2 separate regions of the Gasterosteus aculeatus genome follow, and region 1 is linked to region 2. A link is a contact called in public Hi-C data. All regions are on one chromosome and are shown on one strand. The core of a region is the stretch at or near the end of the contact, and the rest is flanking DNA. Distances in the headings are between cores, read along the strand shown.

The links. A called contact is a pair of places that touch in the nucleus more often than the background predicts.
Region 1: a contact with region 2 is called in a Hi-C map of skeletal muscle, with 7 times the contacts expected there. The contact joins the promoter of plxnb1b here to the enhancer-like site in region 2. A contact is called at or near these places in 2 of 6 Hi-C or Micro-C datasets (skeletal muscle and tail fin).

What each region holds. Positions count from the first base shown.
Region 1 is chr17:19,408,061-19,415,472 of fGasAcu3.hap1.1, forward strand. It overlaps plxnb1b (plexin b1b), which reads right to left and starts at 6,015. Exons shown (of 38, transcript XM_078092251.1): 1 at 5,675-6,015.
Region 2 is chr17:19,357,117-19,363,816 of fGasAcu3.hap1.1, forward strand. plxnb1b (plexin b1b) reads right to left here. Exons shown (of 38, transcript XM_078092251.1): 21 at 6,553-6,700; 22 at 5,766-5,945; 23 at 5,463-5,611; 24 at 4,145-4,245; 25 at 3,626-3,843; 26 at 3,357-3,535; 27 at 3,214-3,280; 28 at 2,611-2,757; 29 at 2,333-2,498; 30 at 1,671-1,774; 31 at 1,485-1,569; 32 at 756-922; 33 at 359-519; 34 at 54-201. Among protein-coding and RNA genes, the nearest start is that of LOC120834925, 7.5 kb to the left of the region's middle. Within about 2 kb of position 1,620, at least 2 of the 9 cell types and tissues checked have open chromatin away from gene starts, as enhancers often do.

The DNA.
Region 1 (7,412 bases), core at 4,765-7,264, 55 kb after region 2:
CCTGGGGAGACAGTGGATGAGTCTGCAGAAAACGCCAGCTGTCCTCCAAGTGACAGACCGGCGAGGAGACACCCTCCTCCCCCCTCCTCAACATTTGCCTTCACCTCTCGTACCCCCACAAACCCTCTCTGGTTGGCTGGTCCTTTCAGCCTCATCTCAAACAAAAGAAACAAAAAGTTGGTCAAAACTCTTTCCCTCTCTCCCCCCCTGCAGCCAGAAGAGGAGGGAGGGAGGGGGACAAGACCTGCAGACCACCTCTTCCATGGCTGAGGTCCAAACATAGCAGAGAGGCTCCACCATCAAAATTCTTACGCAAAGAACATGCATAGCATCCTAGCTGTTAGCAACATCTCTGTGGACTCATGCGCAGTCCAGAATGAACGAACCAACGTATGCGAGAGTGTGTGTGTGTGTGCGTGTGTGTGTGTTTGTAAAGCGGTGGGAGTGTTTGGTCGGGTGGGGCTGTATTGCCAGCTTTTCCCGTCCAGCTTTTTTCCAGCGTGGTGCCGTGTGATGAGGTCACGCGGCGCTTTCCACTGAAGGGACCTGACAACACGTAACATGTAGCCAATGTTTACTGTTTAGTGACGAAGACGTTGGTCTTCATCCACATTAGGAGGGTGGTGTTTGAGGCCCGTAGCCTCCAGGTGATATCAATACCAATGGAGGCGGCAGGAACGTGGGGTACTAATGTTTGAAGCTTCCTGAATGTGAACACTTTGTTAACTTCCTCCTCTGTGACAGTAAAACTGAAACTAAACATCTGGGAAGGCAGATAAACATTTTTGCCCATTTTCGGACATATTGTTAAACAACAAATCAATTCCCCGGGAAAGTAATAAACGCCAATTAAAATGATCACGAGCTCACGCCTCATGTATTTATCTAAAACAAGACTTCAAGCTGTGACCGTGAAGCCAAGTGCAGAGACGACTTATCCCATGTTGTGTCTGCATTATCCGGGTTTAGAATTAGGGTCCATTGGGATCAGATTTGGATTAGGCTCGGCCTTGAGGCAATGCAGCGCACTACGTCTTAGGTTAAGAAAAGAGACACCGGCGTCTCCCAGTCAAGGACTCGGGGCTCCACCCACCCTCATCCACCCCGGGTGGAGGTCTCATCTTCACAGAGCCATTCTCATTGCAGGTCACCCTATCTCACCAGCCGGGCCTCCTACAGCCCTGCAGACCGCTGGCAAACGATACGGCGGCGCGACTGCAGGCGCGGGCGACAACGCAAGCGCTAAAGTGTCAAATGTTGCGCTTGCAGCCGTGAAACGAGGAAAGGAACGGCAGGATGTTACTGCATTTTCACCGAATCAGAGTTGTAGCTAATTTCGAATGCCACACTAGAAGTTGGTACGAGGTTTGTGCAGCATTTCATCTTGAGTTTTAACAAGGTACTGAGGGCTTTGGGCCGGGTGGTTCTCTCCATGGCGGCCACGGCGTCTCTGCCGAGATTAGCACTCAGGATCTTGACTAAATCCTACTCTCCAGATGTGTGTAGAGCAGGTGAACTACGCTCGTAGTCACGCTGGTCTGTTGAACGTGACACAAACACTTTTCAAGCACGCGTTCAATTCAATTTTGATGGTTCACCTCGTGTTAAACGGAACAGACAGAAAAATAAACTTCAGGTGCAATGTGTGTCGCTGTTAATAGAAGGTAGAGGAGTTATTGCCAGTAAACACTCACGTCGCGGGTACCAATTCAACATAGAAGAACACAGCAGCTTCATTCATGGCGGAACAATTGTAGAGCAGACGCACCCAACATGACGCGCGTGTGCAGGACAGTTAATAATTCACTTCTCCCGCTGCTTCAAAGGGGGTTTCGACATGTAAATCTATTTCACAATCCACACCACAGTTCCCATTTACATATCTGCATAGTGAACCGGCTACGCGCTCTAATTAAACCCTCAGAGGATCCTGACGAGCGTTATCTCGCTACTAGAGGAAATCCCCCCCCCCCCGAAAAAAGATCCAAGGCTTTGCGTCTTGATATATAGATAATTCAGATAACGGACCCTTCCTCCGGCTCGGGGGCTCGGAGCGGCCATCAATATGCAGGCACCTCCTCATACCAGCACGCCCAGTAGCCCAGACGGGAAACCATCATGGATTCATTGTGCTGCTGGGACTTCAAGGGCCTTTCGTTCAAATAAGCCTGAGACGACATCAATATGCAGAAAAGAAAACATCCCCCCCCCCCCGGAGTTGTTTTTTTACTTTTATCTCCACGTCTGCGTGCGTGATCGCTGGGGTCACGGAACAAACGCACGAGTTCACTGACAAGAAGAGTAATGTCCCCGTATGACGCTGTGTTTACAGTCTGCGCCTCGCCAAGCGTCCTCCAGGCTGCTGGTGGTGTCTAGTGCAGGAGGTGTGGGGGGGTGGGGGGGGGGGGGCACCTGGTATTAGATTCTGTGCCCGTCTTTTATCTGCTCGGGGGTCTGCACCACCAGCATATTGTCCCTAATCTTGGTGCATCTGGTAGCTCACAAAGTCCCATTAAACTGCCAGACCACTCTGATAAGGTTACCGACTTAATGCTCAGTGACATAATTAAATTGAGTATTTAATCCGACCACGGGAGAGGAGGAGCCCTCGACCCCCCCCAGCCGGGCAAGCGCAGCGCTCGCGTTCTCAGTCCAAATAGCTGGTACTCTGATCCGCTTTGAGGTGATGGTGCTCCCCGACGGGAGAGAGCCAACAGCGGGGAGCAGAGAACGTTCACGTTGACGTCCCCCTGGTTGCTTCTGCTCCAAAATGAACCTTTCAGGAAATAAGAGTGAATTAACACCCTGAGATACACGGGAAGAGGCTGTGGTCTGCTAGTTTTTACAAAACTGTGCTTTGACTGTATTTACAACGCGAAAATGAGACAGTGGATATTATGTCTGGGGCTTTTATTGTGAAACGTTAGAATGGAGGGAGTGCATCTAATGCCCCTGGGCTTTGTCTATGTGGAGTATTGTTTGCCTCTTGGTTAAGACTGTGAGCCTCTTGTTGTTTTAAACAAAGCGTAACTACACCCGTTCTGCACAACGTGATTAGTCAATGTTTTCCTTCTTAGTGCAAAAGCTCCCAAAAAAACTAAATCGCGCTCGAGGAAAAGAGAATTCACTTCGTAATCTCTGCATTCTCTGTGCAGGCGATCCGCTAAAATAAATAACGACGTGTGGATCACCTGACGGTTAAAGGCCCTTGCGAACGTTGGGATCCGCGACCCACTGGACGAATGCACCAAACGCCACCGCTGAGCCGAGGGGGACAAAGGGGGGGGGTTGGGAGACGAGCCGCACCTGGGCACACCTGGGCACACCTGGGCGCCGCGTACCCTTCAGGTTCAGACGCTGTTTGATGAACAGTGAGAAAGAAACCGATGCTGTGACTCTTCAAGAGGATCAACGGGTCTTAACTATCAGAGATATGTTTATTATGGAGGAAGGGGGCTAAGCTGCCCCTCTGCTTCATCAGCATTCCCTCCACCCACAGCTGGGCCGCCCCAGAACTCAGGAGGGGGGCTTTCTGAAACCCCCAAGCCCTCATTCCCCCCCCCCATTGCATTTTGGTCACTGGCTCGTCCTAATGAAACTTTAATAACAATGAAAAGATGCAACGGTTATCTCGCCATCTGAACCACGTCGGTCCAGCTTCACACACACGTTTCCAACTGGGTCGGATCACGAGCGACACCTTCTCTCCGTCACGCCCGCGACGACGTTCACACGTACTCAACCAGAGACCATCACATGTCACCGGAGGCTTCGACGCGTCCTCGACGTCTCGCCGCCGCTCCATCACCACAATAACAGCACAAATGACGCGGACAGCCCGTCGTCCTCGCTCTCGCCTCATGTTTCCATCACTGCATTTGAATGGAGGGTGTTTGCTTGGTTTTGGGGGAGGGAGGGAGGGAGGGGGAGGGGGAGGTGAAAGGTTTGACACGGCGTGCTTCCTGCAGTCCCTCCAGCTGCCCGCCAGAGAAAACACAAGCATTTCACACCCAACCCCCCCTTCACCTTTTGACCTTTAGCACATTGACTGTGGCAGTAACCAGTGAGGGGGGGGGGGGGGGTATTTATTGGAGAAGGACTTTAGCGCCAAACACGTCGGCGAGGCTCAACGCTGATGGCGCTTGGTGAACTGATATGAATCGCTTTGAGCTCAACGGTGAAAAATGACAACGGCCGTTGTTGACTTTTAAAGTCTTCTGCTTGAAGGGAAGAATATGTGAGACGGCCCAAGACGCGACCGGCGCGAAGCCTGGGCGCCGTAACGCCACCAATCTGAAATAAACGAGCATCCTTTTCATCATCTGCGGGAGGCCGTCTCACTCCCCAGCTTACGCCACAGCAGCAGATGGCTGCGTTGAGACGGCACCAAACTGCGAGAGGAGACCGTCCCCCCGTGAGACACAAACACAAAAAACACGTCGCTCTCACTGGCCGTCCCGTGACGGGGCGCCAACTACGACACGTGTAACCAAGAGACATGCAGAGAAAGCGCCTGTTGTGACGTCATTAAGTCCCCCGTTATCACTCAAGTCCTGCTGCAAGGACGCCGCTCCATCGGGACGACTTCTGTGGACAAAAGTCAGATAACGTTGGCTGAGCTGTTAACCAAACACTGCTCCCTCCCCGACAGAGCCCATCATGTCTCCGTCATGGACACCATGTCTCCACGAAGAACATCATGTCTCCGTCATGGACACCATGTCTCCACGAAGAACATCATGTCTCCGTCATGGACACCATGTCTCCACGAAGAACATCATGTCTCCGTCATGGACACCATGTCTCCACGAAGAACATCATGTCTCCATGATGGACACCATGTCTCCACGAAGAACACCATGTCTCCATGATGGACACCATGTCTCCACGATGGACACCATGTCTCCACGAAGAACATCATGTCTCCACGATGGACACCATGTCTCCACGAAGAACATCATGTCTCTGTGATGGACACCATGTCTCCACGAAGAACATCATGTCTCTGTGATGGACATCATGTCTCTGTAATGGACACCATGTCTCCACGAAGAACATCATGTCTCTGTGATGGACATAAGATCTCCATGAAAAACATCAGGTCTCCATGAAAAACATCAGGTCTCCACGAAGAACATCAGGTCTCCGTGATGGACCTCATGTCTCCACGAAGACCACCACGTCTCTGTAATGGACACCACGTCTCTGTGGTGGACTCCACGTCTCTGTGGTGGACTCCACGTCTCTGTGGTGGACTCCACGTCTCTGTGGTGGACTCCACGTCTCTGTGGTGGACTCCACGTCTCTGTGGTGGACTCCACGTCTCTGTGGTGGACACCATGCTGGGCCCGCTTGGTTTTAAATAGGCCGTTAAATGACGGCCCCCCACTGCGCATCAGGCCCGCTGTTGGCCGCTGGCCGCCGGTGAACAAGTGCAGTGAGTAAATTCAGCGAACTGTAACGCTGAAGAACGTGAACTAACGAACTAAACATGACAGGAGAATAAGTTCGCGCGTGCACGCGGTTACCGGGCGACGCGGCGGCTTCATTGATACTTTGTGCTCGCGCGAAACACGCTTCGCTCTTCAGAGGGAAACGAGTGTTTGTGATTCCCACAGGGCGAAAAAAAAGAAACACCCGGTAAGTTCCGCCTGCCGGTCCCCTCTCCACTCACCTGGTCCCGCTCGGTCCTCCGCGTCGTCTCAGCCGAGCGGACCGCGTTCATTCAGTCTCCCAAATCCACCGCGGCTCCGTCCACGCAGGACATCAAACTTTCTCCGGTTCACACAGCGCGCGCCTCGGGGAGACGGAAGCAAACAGCACGTCCAGCAGAGGAGAGAGCACCGCTGTGTTGCGTGTCTGTCCTGCGCCTGGTGTCCCTCGGCACGTTCCTCCCCCACACGGAGCCCTGAGTGGAGGGTGAGGGAACGTTTGGTTCAGCTCTCCGGGAGGTTTGGCGAAAGAGAAGGTTTAACGTGCTGCCTTCAAGTGCTCCTCGGATTTTCCGACTCCAAGCTAGAGAGTTAACAACTGTTCAATGAGAAGAAACAGTCTAACTTCAGGTAGTGCGCCTTGAATCAAAAACGATATTTTCTTTAATACAACAACGAGGACTTTACTTGCTGACAAAAAAACAGGCACCGAGTGAAGCAAGTTAGAAAACGTTGCACAGGTTTGGAGGGGAAATCGCGTTCTTGCAATGTACCGACTTTCAGAAAGAAACGAGACGTTATTTCGCAGCTCATCGGCGTCTTCGCCCTCGCATCACTTAAATACAACATATGTGTTATTTTCTGGTCGGGTAACCAGTAGCATTTACTGACATCACGTCATATTTAGACGTCTACCGTGGTGTGGTCAGCGTGTGCTTCCAATATTTCCCGCAGCACGCGAAGGCAGCGTTCGCTGCTGGGCTGAAAGCTGCGCGCTACAGACTCCTGCTGGCCGAGCGGGGACGCGCGTCCCCCCCTGCTGGTTGACCCCACGCGGTAAACCACGCTCCTACCTGCTGACAAGCCGTCTCCATTCCTCTGCAGTAATAACGCGCAGTGATCGGAACTGAAGCTGCACATATTCCCTTGTGCTCCGCGACGTTATCCGGGGCCCAGTCCTCCTCCAGCACTCCTCCATTTACAGAGGACATGTCCCCGGTCGGAGACTTCTGATGCATATCAATGGAGGCCACACAGAGATAATAAAACCACACACTTGAAAACTGTGAAAAGAAGCCTTTCATCTCCAATGTCCTGATTCTCCCGTATTGAGGAATGGGGCGAGATAAGCAACACACACACACACACACACACACACACACACACACACACACACATGCAGTTCAAAGGCAAGACAGCAACACTGGAGTCTTATCTGCTGCTTTTACAATACAGTAGCATCAATGTTATGATATTTTTTATAAATTCTTGTCAGTAAACATTGTTATCAGATATTATAAAACAATTTCTCTAATGTTTCAGCAGAAATATATCATAGATAAACTGAAAAACATACCGTCATATATCTTAATAAAGAAAATATTAAGTAATATTTAAGTAAATTAAGCTTCATGTCATAAAACGAGTTACAATGTATTCTGGATTGTACAAAACTCTGGATTCTTTTGGATTTCTGAGAAAGAGAAAGGGGGAGGGAGACACACGGATGCTCAGCAACAACAGTAACACGCAAATAAACATTAGACTAATGACAAACATTAGTATTAGTGTTGGTGAATTTGATGAAATGATGGTCAAGATAATAGCATAACTGATAGCAGTATGACCATGACTGCTACTGCTAATAAAAAGAGTACAGCAGCACTGAGTTCAAAAACATATGAATAGCAGTAATGATAATACAAAATAAAATAATAATGACAGTAGCCGCAGGTGCTACGAGAGGAAAGTGTCACGTGC
Region 2 (6,700 bases), core at 370-2,869:
TCAACGTCTCGTACTCGTCCTCCATCATGTGTGTATGTGGAGTCGCGCCTCACCCGGCCCAGCTTGTGCTCAGCGATGGTGCAGGAGTCCATGAAGGTCTGGGAGATGACAGTCAGCACGGCGTCCACGTGGTCCGACGCCTGCACGTCGAAGATGAACTGAGGGTTCTTCACTATGTTGATCCAGAAGCGCAGTGGGAGGCTGGAGGGGGGGGGGGCAGAGGATACGTTAGAGACATCAAACATCACTCATTTCAAACATGAACTGATCAGCAGGTAAAAGCCCGTCCAACATCCCTCTGAAGCCCTCCCGTTGCTGGAATACGTCCCCCTCATCTCTCCGCGTGTCCATGCCGTACCTGTTGGTTTTCCAGATGTGTATAGTCTCCGGGTCGGAGATGCCGTGTTTGGCTGCCTGGTCGTCCAGCAGGTCGAAGAAGTATTTGACGGCCAGCGGGACGGGACGACTGGTGCTGAGGATCACCGTGAACAGATCGTCTACAAACTTCTGCAGCGTCCCCTGAAGAAGCAAGAGGAGGACAGCGGAAAGGATTCAGCGCTCAGCGATGTGCACATTGCAGGGCGGAGGAGTGGCGCCATGTGTTACTGTGGGCGGCATCCCTTTATATACAAGACAACAGGCGTGTTTAAACAACGCACACATGTTAGCTGTGTGAGAACATAGAGCGAGAGAGGGAAGGGCCAAACAAACAGGACTGTGTGTGTGTGTGTGTGACTGTGTGTGTGTGCGCGTACCTTCATGGACAGCAGGCGGGTCAGGTAGATCTCAGGAATGGCCTTGGCCCTCTCTCTCTCCCTCAGGCTGCCTCGCCGGTGTTTGGGCAGCTCGGGCTCCTCGCCGGCCTTCACCAGATGCCACAGCCTCACCCCCCCCTCATCTGCGTCCTCCAGCATCGGGGTCTCTGCACAGAACGCCGTACCAAACAGATCACTGACTAGTGGGGCTCTGACCTCCCCGTCGATATACAACGGCAGCCCACTTGTTGGGTTTCGATGTTTATTGATTTAAAGTGAGAACAACACAAGAACCTTTTATCGCCCGTGGAAGAGGATCCAGCTGTAACGCCAGAGTCTACACGAGTGAGGCGTGTTCAATACGCAAACTAAGAGAGGTGGGCGTGGCCCCTAATGCTTTCTTACTCCTGTGCGGCCCCTTATTTAGGCAGAGGTGTGTCTGTATACATCATAACTAAAGGCTGGTCGAGGACAGAGCAGGAAGCCTCAAACAGCTGTTCTTACTCGTCCCTGTAATTATTAATAGGATAATATGTATCGCAAATGTATGTAGACATCCGAATTATTGAAAGAAAGTGAATCATTCTGCGACATCCGGTGGGCCCGTACAGGCTGGATGGAACGACCCAACGCCGCGTCGGGACGGTCGTCTACTAACCGCCACCCCCTACAGGCTGGACGCGCAGAGGCCTCCCGTTTCACCACAACGCTGTTCCCGTGCAAACTCACTCTCTCCGGCGACGTAGTCGTGGTTGTCGTGGTGAATGTGTTTGGTGTGGCGAGGCACCAGCGCCACTGTCGCACCGTCTGGGACCTGGTGATCAACACAAAGCGTACGGTTGTGTTACCTCATGGACCACGAAGCCGCCTTACACGTTTAAAAGAGCCATGGTGCAGTGAAGGGTGACCTCTGACCTTGTAGTGCTGCAGCGTGTTCAGGCGTTTCCAATTGCCCTGAACCACCGAGGTCAAGTCCTCGTCGGACAAGATGAGGTGACCAGCAACACCCGAGCGCCACTCTGAAGGACACACAGCAGCCAGAAGGTCAGAGTGTGTGAATCCTTCACGGTGTTTGGATGTGATGGTTACCTGATTAACTAAATGTGGAACATTTACGATGGAACTTGTGCGAACACACATACAGATTCTTCTCCAGTAGCTATTCCTGCTGGGGTTTGGGTCAGTTTGGGTTCTGTTATTAACCGACTGTCCTTGCATTAACTTGGCCGGGGCAGTAGGGGGCACCACAGCTCAACGAGAAAAGCCCTTGAAAGCAAGTGAACGATTCAAAATGTATCTCACCAGTGAAAAACATTCAGAAATGGAAATGAACGGCCAGTCTAGGATTTAGTAGCATGTAATAGCAGGAATGAAATAAAGTAATCATTTTTATTTCTTTGTTGATCACCTGAACCTGGACAGGTTTGGACGTTACCCGAAGACCACACTGTCTACGCGCTACTAAAGGGAGGCGTTGGTGGACGCCAGTATTCAGCTGGCTGCAATCTACAACGTCACCACCAGATGCCACTAGATCCCACACGCCGCTGTGTGACGCGGTGCGCGCGGCCTCTCACCCAGGTCCAGCGAGTCGCCGTGGGGCCGGTGGGAGAAGGAGGTGCCCTTGTACACCTGATCCAGCAGCTTCTCTTTCACCTGTGTGATTGTGTCACAGTCCAGCACTTTGGCGGGCAGCGGCTGGCTCTCGTTCACTCCGCCGCCCTGCACCAAAACATTCAGTGTCTGCGGGAGAAGAGCGGAAAAGACGGGGTGAGAGGATGAACGGGGGACAAAGTTCCCGGAAAGGTGGTGCTGGATGTGTGGGACTCTTAAACCAGATCGGAGTGCTCCTCACCAGGGTCTTGTACTCCACGTCCTCTCGCAGCAGGCGGTTGTCGTTAAGCGTGTACTTGGCCTTGCCGGTCACAGCGTCCACCGGCCCTTTATCTACCTGGTGCTTTATGGCCCTGAACAGCATGTAGAGAGACTCCCCCGCTGAGTCCTACGCACAAACACAGCAATCATCAGCAATGGCCTCTCTGCAGGAGATCATGTCCTGAAATGACAAGGACGTTCTTTTTTCTTATGAATAACACCATTAACTCTGCATTTAAATATTCCCTGGCACTAAACAGATGTCAGTACTTTGGACTGCACATTAATCCGCTGCACCGGAAAATGAATGATGAGGATACATCACATCACTTTTTAAATATTGCGAACACAGTAATCCTGCAAACATGAACGTATACAAGCGATTCCCCTGGATCACCTTATATAATTCCCATTACCAATAACAAAGCCCTTTGAACTGATGGACTAAACCTGCAGGAGACGAGGGCCAAACAGACCAGACCAACAGAGCCGGTGAGGCTGCTACTGAAGCAGGTGTTCATCCCTTGTTTGCTAATAAAATACACCTGGTCAACGCTGGAACTAAGAGGTCATTGCGCCTCACCCTGAGGAAAGCGTAGAGGCAGATGGACATCCAGTTGGTCAGCAGCTTCTCCACCACCGTCTCCGTCCTACAGGGGACGAACACACGGTTTGAATCCCTGCCGGCCACCTGAACACCGTTTACCCACGACCTCGTCTTCCTACCGTCGCAGCATCAGCTTGGGGTTCTTGGCCACGTACTGCTCCACCAGGTCGTTGAGGAGGGTTTTGAGGATGTCTGTGAAGTACTCCAGTTTACCGTGCAGCGACACCGTCAGCAGGGAGGCCACGTAGGCCCGGTCCCTGGGCGAGAAGGTCCGCTGGCTCTCCAGAGTGTGAATGAACTGAAGAGCGAAGAGGAGAGCGGCGCGTTATCCCCGCGTCCTGCGGCCTCACCACGCCGGCCGGGGGGGGGGGGGGGGGGGGACACATACCTTGGTGAGGAAGAGCTTGCTGTTGAGCAGGTTGGACAGCTGCACCAGGCCCTGCTCCACCGTCTGCCGCCGACACTCCTGGACGTCCAGGTCTCGCCTCAGCGGAGACTCCCGGTGGCCGGGGAAGAAGATCCGCTCGGCGTACCTCCGGTAGTCGAGGAAAGGGATGCCGGAGCCCACCAGGTCGCTGGACATGTCCATCATCTCAGTCATCAAATCTGAGGGGGACGGGTGAACGATCAAGAGGTGTTGCTACGCGCCCTTTTGTCTTCAACCTCGGACACGTGTCGGATCCAAAGTGTGTGCTGGGAGGTCTGAGATGGTCAATATTGACCCTGACTGGCTAAGCTTAACTCCTGGACCATAAGCCGCGTGTGATGAGGGGAGCGTTTCATCCAGCAGCCGTGATGTAATGGGATAAATGCAGCGAGTGTGAAAACAAAATCTGTTGGCCTTTAAGAACTGAACAAACGTTGTCTGCGCCCCCCCCGCCCCAAACCTCGGAGCAGGTCCTTCTACCTGTGAACTCTTTCTTGCAGCGGTCTCTCACGCTGGTTTCCAGGTTCTCCAGCTGGATCTGCACCTTCTTGTAGTCTCGCAGAGCCTGCTTACTCTTTCTCCTGATGGGGGGGAGGGAAGGGGGGGGGCAGGGAGAGTGAACACAGGACAATACCACTTTCACACCGGATTAGTGGGAATCCAGTGAGTGTCGACTCGAGTAATTTGACCCAACAAACGCCCAGCAGCAAGGATCAGGGGACTAGTCTGATCCCACTGTTCCCATAATGCTCTGGGAGATGCAGGAAGTATAACGTTACCGTGGATTCAATGAGCGGGACAATTCTTATGGAGCGGGGCAACACTGCTGACCACTTCCTAGAAGTATTATACTGTTAATCCCCATCTGCTCTGGCCAGTGTTTCTCCTTTTACCAAATGTTGTTTTTGGCATTAAAGATGATCGGAGAGGCCGGTGCTTCACTTTTGAGTTGCACTCCATGTTTAAAGGGCATGATGCTCATGGAATGAGTCAGACAGAGAAGTATTGATGCTTAGTAACAAGCCCTAATTAGTTCTCACTATCACACATTGATCTTTAGCTCTACCAGAGGTCGCATAGAGGTCATATATATAACGCATTGAGACGTCCCCGGTCTGTCAGCGGGGTGGTGGACAGTAGAAGACACATCAATGAAAGCAGCCGCGTCTCAAATCACAAACATAGAATTTCATGCACACTTATGTCTTTTGTCACACAAATGTAACCGATTTGAACTCCTAGCAAAGTGATAAAAAGGGTGAACACATTAGGGCACCAAGACCAAGTGATAGCGATTACTTGTGGTGTGGAACATTCTCAGAAAGCCCCTGATTATCAAGCAGGCAGTGACGTCCCAACAGGCCGCTTTGTACCGCGACGTTTCAAGTGGTCTCTCTACAATGGAACTGTGAGGACTCACTATAACAATCATTACAGCCGTGCTCATCGGATTCATGGGAGGCTCAGCGTTCCATTCAAACTCAAATTAAGCAACTCAAGCCTGTTTGGGGACCCCAGTGTGCGGTAATATATCTAAATACACCCTTTTTAGAAAGGGCAAAAATGCAAAAGTTGAAGTGCATGTGAGGATCATGAGGTGGTCCTTAAAGGGAGACTCGTGAGTATTACAGCACCCATTTCTATTCCCATAGCTCAAGGCGAGAGGACAGTGAATATAACGGCAGTCACACAGCATCACCGGGCTTCCTTCCCGACAAGCTGCCATGATATTGTTGTCACTAACAGGTCAACTTGTGTATCACTTCTTTTTCACACACACACACAGAAACACACCGACCTGTAAATGAGCACGATGATGAGGACGATGAGGGCTACTATGGACGCCCCGACCCCGACTCCGATCTGAGCCTCCAGGGGGAAGGTGGACAGGCTGAGGCTGTCATACTGAACCTTCCCCAGGGAGAAGTTCAGGTTGCCCATTTGGACCTGAAACACACACACAGTCCGTTAAGCAAATGGCCCGAAGAGCCCGAATGACATTAAATGTCTTTAAATCACATTTACATGACATGACTTTTTTGAAATGCCACCACTAACTCTGCGTTCAAATATTCCCACGACGTAATCAGCAAAGACTCACTGTGAATTCAGGCAGGTTGTCGGAGCCCTCGCGCCTCTTGCCGTTGGGGGCTGGTGGCGGCTGCTGGGGGGGCGGCTCGCAGTACAGATGGTTTCTGGTCAGGGTCTTTACGGCACAGACGCCCTCGCCGACCAGCACCACCACCTCGTCCTTCGTGATGGCCAGGTCCAGGTCTTCCCCCTGAGCACACACAATTCAGCTTTTATTTCCACCTGCACTTACTTTAATAAGCTACTTTATTACACGGCTGAGCCTCAATACTGTAGTGAGGAGGCCGCGATAAAGCAGCAGAGCATTCAAGCACTTGTTAACTTGTTTTTTCAGACAGACAAACGGCTTTTGTCCCTCTCGTCATTCAGACATAAATTTAACTCTTGAAGGCCGCATTGACAGCACAGAGGGAGAGGACAGATGTTTAATTACACCTTTACGCATCAAGGCGATACCATAATAACAGGATGCACCAAGAGAACCTCCCACACTGTCAACGGCAGCTCGCTCCTTCTGTGGAAGGAAAGAAGCTCTAACCGCGAGTCAACACAATCGCTCCCAGAAGCCTCAGCGGGTGCAGCGAAGGACAGCTGGTGGACAAACTGCTATTTGGATCTGGTTTTCTTACTCAGATGGTTGTTTCTGGCTCGGGGCTGTAGGCGGGCGGCTAGCTGCTCTGAAGGAAGCCAAAAGGTCGTCTCTGCGACTTCAGTACCGACAACAACAACGCGACCCGGAAAACTAAATCTGCTGCGCGTGTAAAAGCTCTGCTGCCAATCACAGCCTGCGCTCTGACCTCCAGCTGGATGAAGCTGCCCGGGTTGTAGCGGTAGGCCTTCAGCGGGTCCTGCTGGTTCAGGGGCCGCAGGACGGGGTTGGGCTCGTAGCCGAAGGTCTGCGAGTTCACGCGGCTGAAGTCAAAGCGCAGGTTGTCCAGCAGGAAC